2 separate regions of the Xenopus laevis genome follow, and region 2 is linked to region 1. A link is a contact called in public Hi-C data. All regions are on one chromosome and are shown on one strand. Each heading gives the region's core, a stretch centred on a gene start, on an enhancer-like site or on the middle of the called end of the contact. The rest is flanking DNA. Distances are from core to core; before and after follow the strand shown. Region 1 has its middle 20 kb from the start of tspan1.L. Region 2 has its middle 32 kb from the start of pomgnt1.L.

Region 1 (4,306 bases), core at 866-3,365:
GATCTGGGAATGATATTTGAACTTTGAAGGAATTGATCAAACTAGATGGACAAATCTATTGTTTGTTTGGTACGATTCGAGAAATAATCAGTGTTAATGACTGCCCAAGCCATAAGGATTTGTTATCCCAAACTATCTACAAGAATAAATGGTCTGGCATGTTGAATCCCATAGATTCTTTGGCAATGATAACATTTTTCTGTAGAGGTTCTTTTCAAGTGCATTCCATTAATATTGGTATTGATCAAATACACTCCTCTGGATTCAAGGTGGAAGGTGATAAAAAAATGAGCGAATTCATACTGAAATCAAGTCTTTTAATTATCTATAGCTCACGGCTTCAATACATTCCAGTTATCATTATGGAGAGATTCGAAACTTCAGTCTTTGTAACTGTATAAATGCATACGGTATGCAGTATATGCACAGCGCTGGATATATAAATGATAAACATAATAGAAAAACCATAATTAGCTGCATTTCAGTCATAAGTCCTCTGTATAACCATTACTTTTTTTTCTGAGGGATTTTCCCAGGGAAATGATGCCAGTGTTAATAAATTATACTTGGAAAGAATGATTTTATTTGCCTACACTACAAATATTTACACAACTTAATAAATAAGAGGAAATATGTATGGTGTAGTAGAATGAATGCAGGCATATTGTTGTGGATTTCTCTTTCTGCATCTCTTTTTTTTTTTGCTTCCCCCCATGTGGTACTGTAAGAAAATATGTACCCTGATATAAACTATTATCTACTTTGACAGATTAAAATATTTTCAGATTATGTCCTGTATTCACGTAGACAAATACAAGAGGTCTTCTGCACCCATTATCAATATGTTGAGGACACTGAGACATTTTATGCCTTAAGTTTAAAAATGCCCTCCCCTTCAAGCAAAACAGGGATTACTTTCAAGTTAAAAACTGGCAAAAATGGTTGCCCTTTTATTGGCCACCACTGGGATCACCTGACTAAAGCTGCAAACGGTGGGAGCTACAACATGGAGCTGACCACTACTCCTGTATAAACTATAGCAAAAAGGGAATGTTCTGTTCACCAAGAAATGGTAAACCATTACAGCCGGTATTTGTCCAAATATGTTTGTTTTGTATGATTCCTATGTTCTGTGACTTTGCGGCAGCCAAAAAGCCCTATACCACTACAGCCCCTATGATATCCCTAATGCACCACTCTTTCTCCATGTCCTTGGCATAACATTATTAGTTGTTTGCCATAGGGTGCATGTTATTATTGCACAGGTAACCTTCTCACTGGGGCATAGCACCCCCAAATGCATGGTGCCCTGCAGCAAAAGGAGAAGGAGGACTAAGGTTACACTGGTGGCTCCAGTTGCTGGTGGCTCCTGCTGGTCATAAGTGATGGCTCATTATACCTAGTCCATAAGACAGAAAAACAGAAAATATTTATTGTAATCTTTATCTAACCATTACATATTGTATTTAGCTGGAATTACACCTTTAAATACATAAATAGATTTAAAGAGATATTGAAAGCAAGTGCTGCTCTTAGTACCCAAGGCAGCAGGTAAATAAATATGACCAATAGCTTTATTTTCAGATCTGCAGATTAGGCCCTGTTAGTTAATGTTGGGTTGCAAGAAGTCTAGTTCAGAGTCAAAAGACCCAGAATGTGAAGAAAGCATTTCACAATGTCCCAGGAAGCAGTCATTCCAAGGAGAAGAGAGGGGTGCAAAATGGGACAGAGTTCAAAAGCAACCAGGGACAGATGGAATGAGCAAATTGCTGCAAACTGGACAAACACATGTAATTACATGGAAATGCATATAAGTGTGTAGCGGAAAGGAACTCTGTGAGAAAAAGGTCTTTTTTGGATAGTTTGTTTACAGAGAAGCATATGCTTAAATCAGTGTAATATGACAAGATGGACATTTTTGTTTAAATGGTCTGGCATCTTTGCTGGGACAATGTAGAAGAGAAAGGGAGAAGTCATGTAACTCAGACTTCTTACCTGGCAAAAAAAATAAAAATACAGGAGAGGAGAGTCAGTAAACTTGAGCTGTGGCTGTGATACAGCACTGTGCTTATCCAATGTGACAGCATAAAAAGCATTGAGCGTCGTGACTATTGAGAGTGGAAAAGTTTACCAATGCCTGGAGCCACACGGCCAAGCAATGTAAATTCCTCTTGTGATTCTGCACAGTGACACTGCTAGGGCCTACAATGGAATTGCAACAACACAAAGCTTGTTTTGCTGGGAAAAGCCATTTAGTCATCAGGTGAAATATTACCATACTGTGCTGAATGATCAAATGCAAGAACTGTTTCTAAGGCTTATTGTATGCATCAAATATAAGATTATATTTTAAATCAACTTTAAAGACACATGCCAAAGTCATTATAAAGAGTAAAGTATTTTGGTGAAGATTTTACCAGCCTGTAAGCGAGGGGGCAATATAATGAGGTAGCAAATAAAATTCAATACATTTTAGTCTTTAGCTGTGTTATCTTTTCTTGTGTGGAGATAGTTCAGTGTCCTTGCCTGGTGCATTGCTCACGTAAGACAGATTTAAATCTTTCTGTTGCAACAAATACATTTGTGTTAATGGTATAGTTCAATCACTGTAATGCCCCTGTACAAGTTGATGGTAGATAAGAAATAAATGGTAAGGGAAAACCAACCACTATTCCCACTTCTAAGCAGCACATAAAGCATGTTTTGCTTTGTACAAGTGTTGTTTACTTGCGGAAATGTAGGTTAGAGATTGAAAAATCTATAAAAGATATCAAACTGCTTAAGTGAGGAAAGAGTATATAACTATAATGATGTCATTACACCCACTCAGAAGAGACCACAGGCACACCTTAAATTTTCTTTCCCGTACAGCTCTTACTTTTTGTTCCATTATATACCTGTTTGGAAGAGCAATTATACAAACTGGTTTTTCCAGCTCTTCCCTGCCAGTGTTTTGAATACAGAGTAAAACAATCCTCTTTTATGAAAAATGTCATGAAAATGATATCTTCCTGCTTTTTCTAGTTTCCAAGAAGAATAGCTGCTACAGTTCTGATGAACGTTATGGAAGTTTTATCTTTAAAAAAAAGGATAAAAATATATATATTTTTATTAACTTTGGGGCTTTATAAGTGTCTGGACAAGGGAACAAATATACATAGCAAACATAACAATCAGACTTAATATTTTTCTTATATCACAAGCAGTTGCATGGGGGTCAAACCAGCATTTGGGTTGCAGTTACGATGGAATTATGGGGAAAATGTGGCATTGTAAGGATGAGTATATGGACGATGCAAGGGCATCAGTCAAAATACCCAAACTAGATATAAATTGTTAATAGATTCAGCCAGAAAGATCCAAGCCTTCTTCACACAAAATGTTACTATTAGAGGCACATTTATCAAAGGTCGAATTTTGAATTGATGTGAGTTTTTAAAACCTCCCCTAAACTCCTACTCAATTCGAGTTTTTTCTCCGCAAAAAACTCAAATGTCAGGAAGACTGCAAACAACTCCAAATTGATCCCTGGACCTCTTCCATTGACTTAAAGGGCCAGTAACATCAATTTTTTTTATTTGTTAGCATAAAACAAAAAAAAAACACAGAGACAAATGAAACGTTTAAATCGCTAAGTTTCCGAAACTCTGCTTGCGCTCCTCTTCAGAAAAGGCGGTGCGGCGACGACCCATCATGCAGTGCTTGATTTCTCCTCCCTGGGTATCTCCTATAAGGAAGGCAGGGAGGAGAAATTGAGAGCCGCACAATGGATCACCGGATCGCCTTTTCTGAAGAGGAGCGCAAATGGAGTTTGGTAAGTTATTTCTTAATAAAGACTTAGCGATTTAAAAATGTAATTTGTCTTTGTGTTTTTTTTCGTTCTATACTAACGAATTAAAAAAAAATTATGTTACTGGTCCTTTAATTGGCAATTCGTCAGGTTTTAGGTGGCAAATAGTCAAATTCGTGTCCTAAAAGGGCCAGAATATGATAAATCTCAAATTAAATTGTTTTTTTTAAAAACTTGAATCCAATTTGAATAACTCCATAGTCGAATTTGACAGTTTTGACCAAAAAATAAAATAAATTGAAAATTCGATAAATCTGCCCCTTAGTATAGATGGGTACTCACAAACAGACTTAAACTGAGGCAGTACTCCCGGTGTCAGGAATACACAGCTGACATATCTTTTTTTTTGTAAAAAAGAAACCCATAATTCAGAAAGCTCTAAATGACAGCCGATCTTCCATTTTAAGCAAATAGTTGTCATGTTCTTAAAACTATCTCTCTGTAATAATAAACCAG
Region 2 (4,284 bases), core at 944-3,443, 56 kb after region 1:
CGATTGCGTCAAAACCGTCGCACGTCAACACTATTTGGACGCCCATTGACTTTAACGCCGGCGTCAAAATTCGAGTTTTGCTAGTTTCTCGCAAAGCCAAACGGGAGAAATTCGACCATCAATAGAGAGTAGTCATGACTAAGTATAAAGAAATGTGTAAGGTGGAACTCCATGGGGTCTAACTGGAGGCTGTAACCCATTAACCTTGGCCCTTTTTACTGGCCATTTATATCCCCTGTTGAGAATAAATACAATTTGGTGACCTATTTCATCCAGTCTTAAATTTTCCAACCTACCTGTTTATCACAAACTTTACACGGCTCATATTCAGATGAAAATGACAATCTTATTTACAAAGAACATCATTAGAAATGAACAGAGCATTCCAGTGATCCTTGGCAGATTGTTTTAAAAGGTAATATCGCCATATCAATGTCGCTTGCATTTTGTGCATATTGGAGCCGATTTACCAGTACTAAATTGCACACATACAGTTGCCAATGGCTATGAAGCAGAACTTTGTTTCAAACAGTCTAGTACAAAGAGAAAGGCATTACCTGATTGCTTTTGCCAATAAAATAAACAGAAACCAGAGAAGTAACGCGGCTTCCATCTGTGGGAATTGATTCCTTCTCACTGTTTCTACCACTGCTACACCATAACTTAGGGGGGATGTCTTTCTAAAGCAGTTCTGGCAGGGGGTTTGCCAACTCTGTAAATTGTTGTAAATTACACATTAATTGATACATTTCTTTTGCAAAATCCATTGTTCCATTAAAGGCAGTTGTTATAATGATACAATAGTTACTAATATTCCACAGATGCTGCTGAGAAATGTATCAACTAATGTAGTAAATTGTAACAGTTCAGAATCTGCACCTGAATTACTGAGCTGCCGGACTCAAACACCAGAGACAGGAACATTAAAGGGGTTGTACCCTTTTAAATGAACTTTTAGGGGAACATTTACTAAGGGACGAATATCCTGGGTTAATAAACCGTAGATATTCAACTGTCAAAGTAAAATCCTTCGACTTCGAAGTCGAAGGTTTTACCGCAAATACTTCGATCAAACGATTGAAGGAAAAATTGTTAGATCGATGGATTAAAATCCTTCGAAACGTTTGATTCAATTTAATCCATCGATCGTTTTCCTTTGATCAGAAAAAGCTTAGAAAACTTATGGGGAAGGTCCCCATAGGCTAACGTAGCTCGGTAGGTTTTAAGTGGCGAAGTAGGTAGTCGAAGTTTTTTTTAAAGAGATAGTACTTCGACTATCGAATGGTCGAATAGTCGAACGATTTTTAGTTCGAATCATTCGAATCGAAGTCGTAGTAGTCTATTAGATGGTCGAAGTACCCCCCAAAAAACTTTGAAATTCGATGTTTTTTTACTTCAAATCCTTCACTCGAGCTTAGTAAATGTGCCCCCAAGTATGACGTAGAGAGTGATATTCTGAGACAATTTGCAAATGGTTTTATTTTTTTATGATTTGTAGTTTTTCATTTATTAAGCTTTTTATTCAGCAGCTCTGCAATTTCAATAATCTGGTTGCTAGGGTCCACATTACCCTAGCAACCATGCATTGATTTGAATAAGAGACTGGAATATGAATAAGAGAGGCCTGAATAGAAAGAGGTGTGATAAAGGGTAGCAATAACAATAAGTTTGTAGCCTTACAGAGAATTTGTTTTTAGATGAGATGGATAGTGACCAAAATGTAAAAGTTGGAAAGAGTCAGAAGAAGGCAAATAATTAAAAAACTATAAAAAAATAAATAAAGAAGACCAATTGAAAAATTGCTTAGAACTGGTCATTCTATAACATACTAAAAGTTAAATTGAAGGTGAACCACCCCTTTAAACAGGAAAAAGTGTTTGAAAAATGAACAACCCTTTATTGGAAGTCTCAGCCATTCCTCATCTTGGAGCTCATAATTCTGTCTTGTGGTAGAGACCCTGGCTAGGGTTTGCTAGAAGTCACAGTGGTGTCTATGCTTGGAGTCCCAACACTGTTCTATGCAGGGTTTTGTGACTGTCAGTGTGTTATTGTATGCTGAACCTTAACTACAATTACAATATAAATGGGCACTGCAAGGCTAATCTTCAACCAGGGGTCACAGTGCAAACTACTCTTCAGTCGGAACACCTTGTACTGTAAAGGAGCAAAGAATTGTGCCTGTTAATGTACCCAGCACTGGTTATATATGGCTGACACACATGTGGAACATGACATTCCACTGGCACAATGGTATATTGTATTCCATTCAGTACACCTAGGGACATTTATTACCGTATGTGGTGTAAAATCCAGCATAAAAAAAATTGCCACACATCTCCATGTAAAAAACAAATTAAAAACAGCACTGAAGCAGTGTAAAATAACAGGGAAAATCTGGCGTTCGCATGGAGTAAGTTTACACACAGCTTTATAAATCCACCATTTATTTTACACAGCTTTTTACACCGTTGTTTTATCCAGCATAATAAATATACCCCTAAAGTAGAAGTACTTGGGGACACCAGATTCAATCGTTTGTGCTAGATTTTTAATCCAGAGCATGGTACAGAGAGCTCAGATTGCACTTTCCTTGTGAATAGAGGTGGCCATACACTATACGATCTGCTCGTTTGGCACGGTCACAAAATGAGCGGAACTTAAGCCGATATGCCCACTGACGGCTGGGCGATATCCGGTGAATCCGAACGTTCGGCCCTGGGGAACAATGCTGTGAATGGGCACCGACTGGTCGCAGGGCGTATCAACTAGCCGATGCTGTCCTAGATCGGAGAAAAAATTGCAAATTTTTTTGCAAACCGATTGATATCTGCCTGATTTTTGGCCTGATATAGATCGGGAGGACCCGTCGGGAGACCCCCCCTATGGGCAGATAAGCTGCCGAATTGGTCTAAAGGACCAATATCGGCAGCTTTAATTTGCCCCTGTATGGTCACCTTAAGAGCATGTAGGCACTAAGGGGAGTCACTTTTTGCCACTTGGCACATCTGCTTCTACCAGAAATGACACTCATTATTAAAAAAAAATCCCCAGTAGTGATTGGGGAGAAGAGTATTTACTCCTATGTATCAGGCCACCAATGACGGTATGATTTGTAGTTTTAACTTTTGGTCAGGCACATTTCTATAACCTTTACTTTCAACAATTGCTTCTTTCTAAACACAAGTACTGTATATTGTATTAATACAGATGTGATTAAAGCAATAAACAGTCAATATACTATTCCACACCTCTGGCATGCAGTGAAGCTCAACCTGTTTGGAATCAAATCCCCTTCTGTCATATGAACCTCAGGGTTGGCTTTAGGGCAAAAGGTGTTGAGTCTCAATGATCTATAGAAACAATTCAAGTGATATAAGGAATACTGTCATAGGAACATCAATTACTAGTGCTGCTCCAGCAGAATTATGCACTGAAATCTGTTTCTCAAAAGAGCAATTTTGAAATCGGACATGGGGCTACCATGTTGTCAATTTCCCAGCTGCCCCAGTCATGTGACTCAGTGCTTAGTCACTCTTTAGTGCTGTACTGCAAGTTGGAGTGATATCAACCCCCCCCCCGCAGCCTAACAAGAGAACAATGGGAAGGTAACCAGATAACTGCTCTATAAACACAAGATAACAGCTCCCTGGTAGATCTAAGAACAGCACTCAATAGTAAAGATCCAGGTACCACTGCGACATTCAGTTACATTGAGTAGGAGAAACAACAGCCTGCCAGAGAGCAGTTCCATTCTAAAGTGCTGGCTCTCTCTGAAAACACATGAGCAGATAAAAATGACCTGAGATGGCTGCCTACACACCAATATTACAACTAAAAAAATGCACTTGCTGGTTCAGGAATTAAATTTTATATTGTAGAGGGAATTATTTGCAATATAAACATTGTAATTTAGAAATAAAACATCATAAAAATCATGACAGAATCCCTTTAAATCTAACCAGCCTCATTACCATACAATAGTGAATCTATAGATACCTCTAAGCATATGGATCCACATTTCTGCTTAAAGTGATATTGTCTGAATTGGATCAATCAATGTTCATAGTCATGAGTAGCCAATACAGATTGTTAATGCTTCCATGCCTCCACCATACCTTAATATTCAATAACATAATATTATAATATATATTACATACAAAAGCCCTTTCAACATTTTAGATTCATGTCTTTATAACTTCCCTTTAGTGCCACCTAGCGACAGGACCATGGCACTGCAGACTGGAAGTTTGCCTAAATGTCTGTGTAATTCTACTTTTTCAGCAA

Evidence for each region. A called contact is a pair of places that touch in the nucleus more often than the background predicts.
Region 2: a Hi-C map of the XTC cell line shows a contact between it and region 1, with 3 times the contacts expected there. The contact joins two enhancer-like sites. A contact is called at or near these places in 3 of 4 Hi-C or Micro-C datasets (the XL177 cell line, the XTC cell line and animal cap).

The regions. Positions count from the first base shown.
Region 1 is chr4L:87,956,191-87,960,496 of Xenopus_laevis_v10.1, forward strand. No RefSeq gene overlaps it. Among protein-coding and RNA genes, the nearest start is that of tspan1.L, 20 kb to the right of the region's middle. Within about 2 kb of position 2,116, at least 2 of the 7 cell types and tissues checked have an H3K27ac peak or open chromatin away from gene starts, as enhancers often do.
Region 2 is chr4L:88,012,013-88,016,296 of Xenopus_laevis_v10.1, forward strand. No RefSeq gene overlaps it. Among protein-coding and RNA genes, the nearest start is that of pomgnt1.L, 32 kb to the right of the region's middle. Within about 2 kb of position 2,194, at least 1 of the 7 cell types and tissues checked has an H3K27ac peak or open chromatin away from gene starts, as enhancers often do.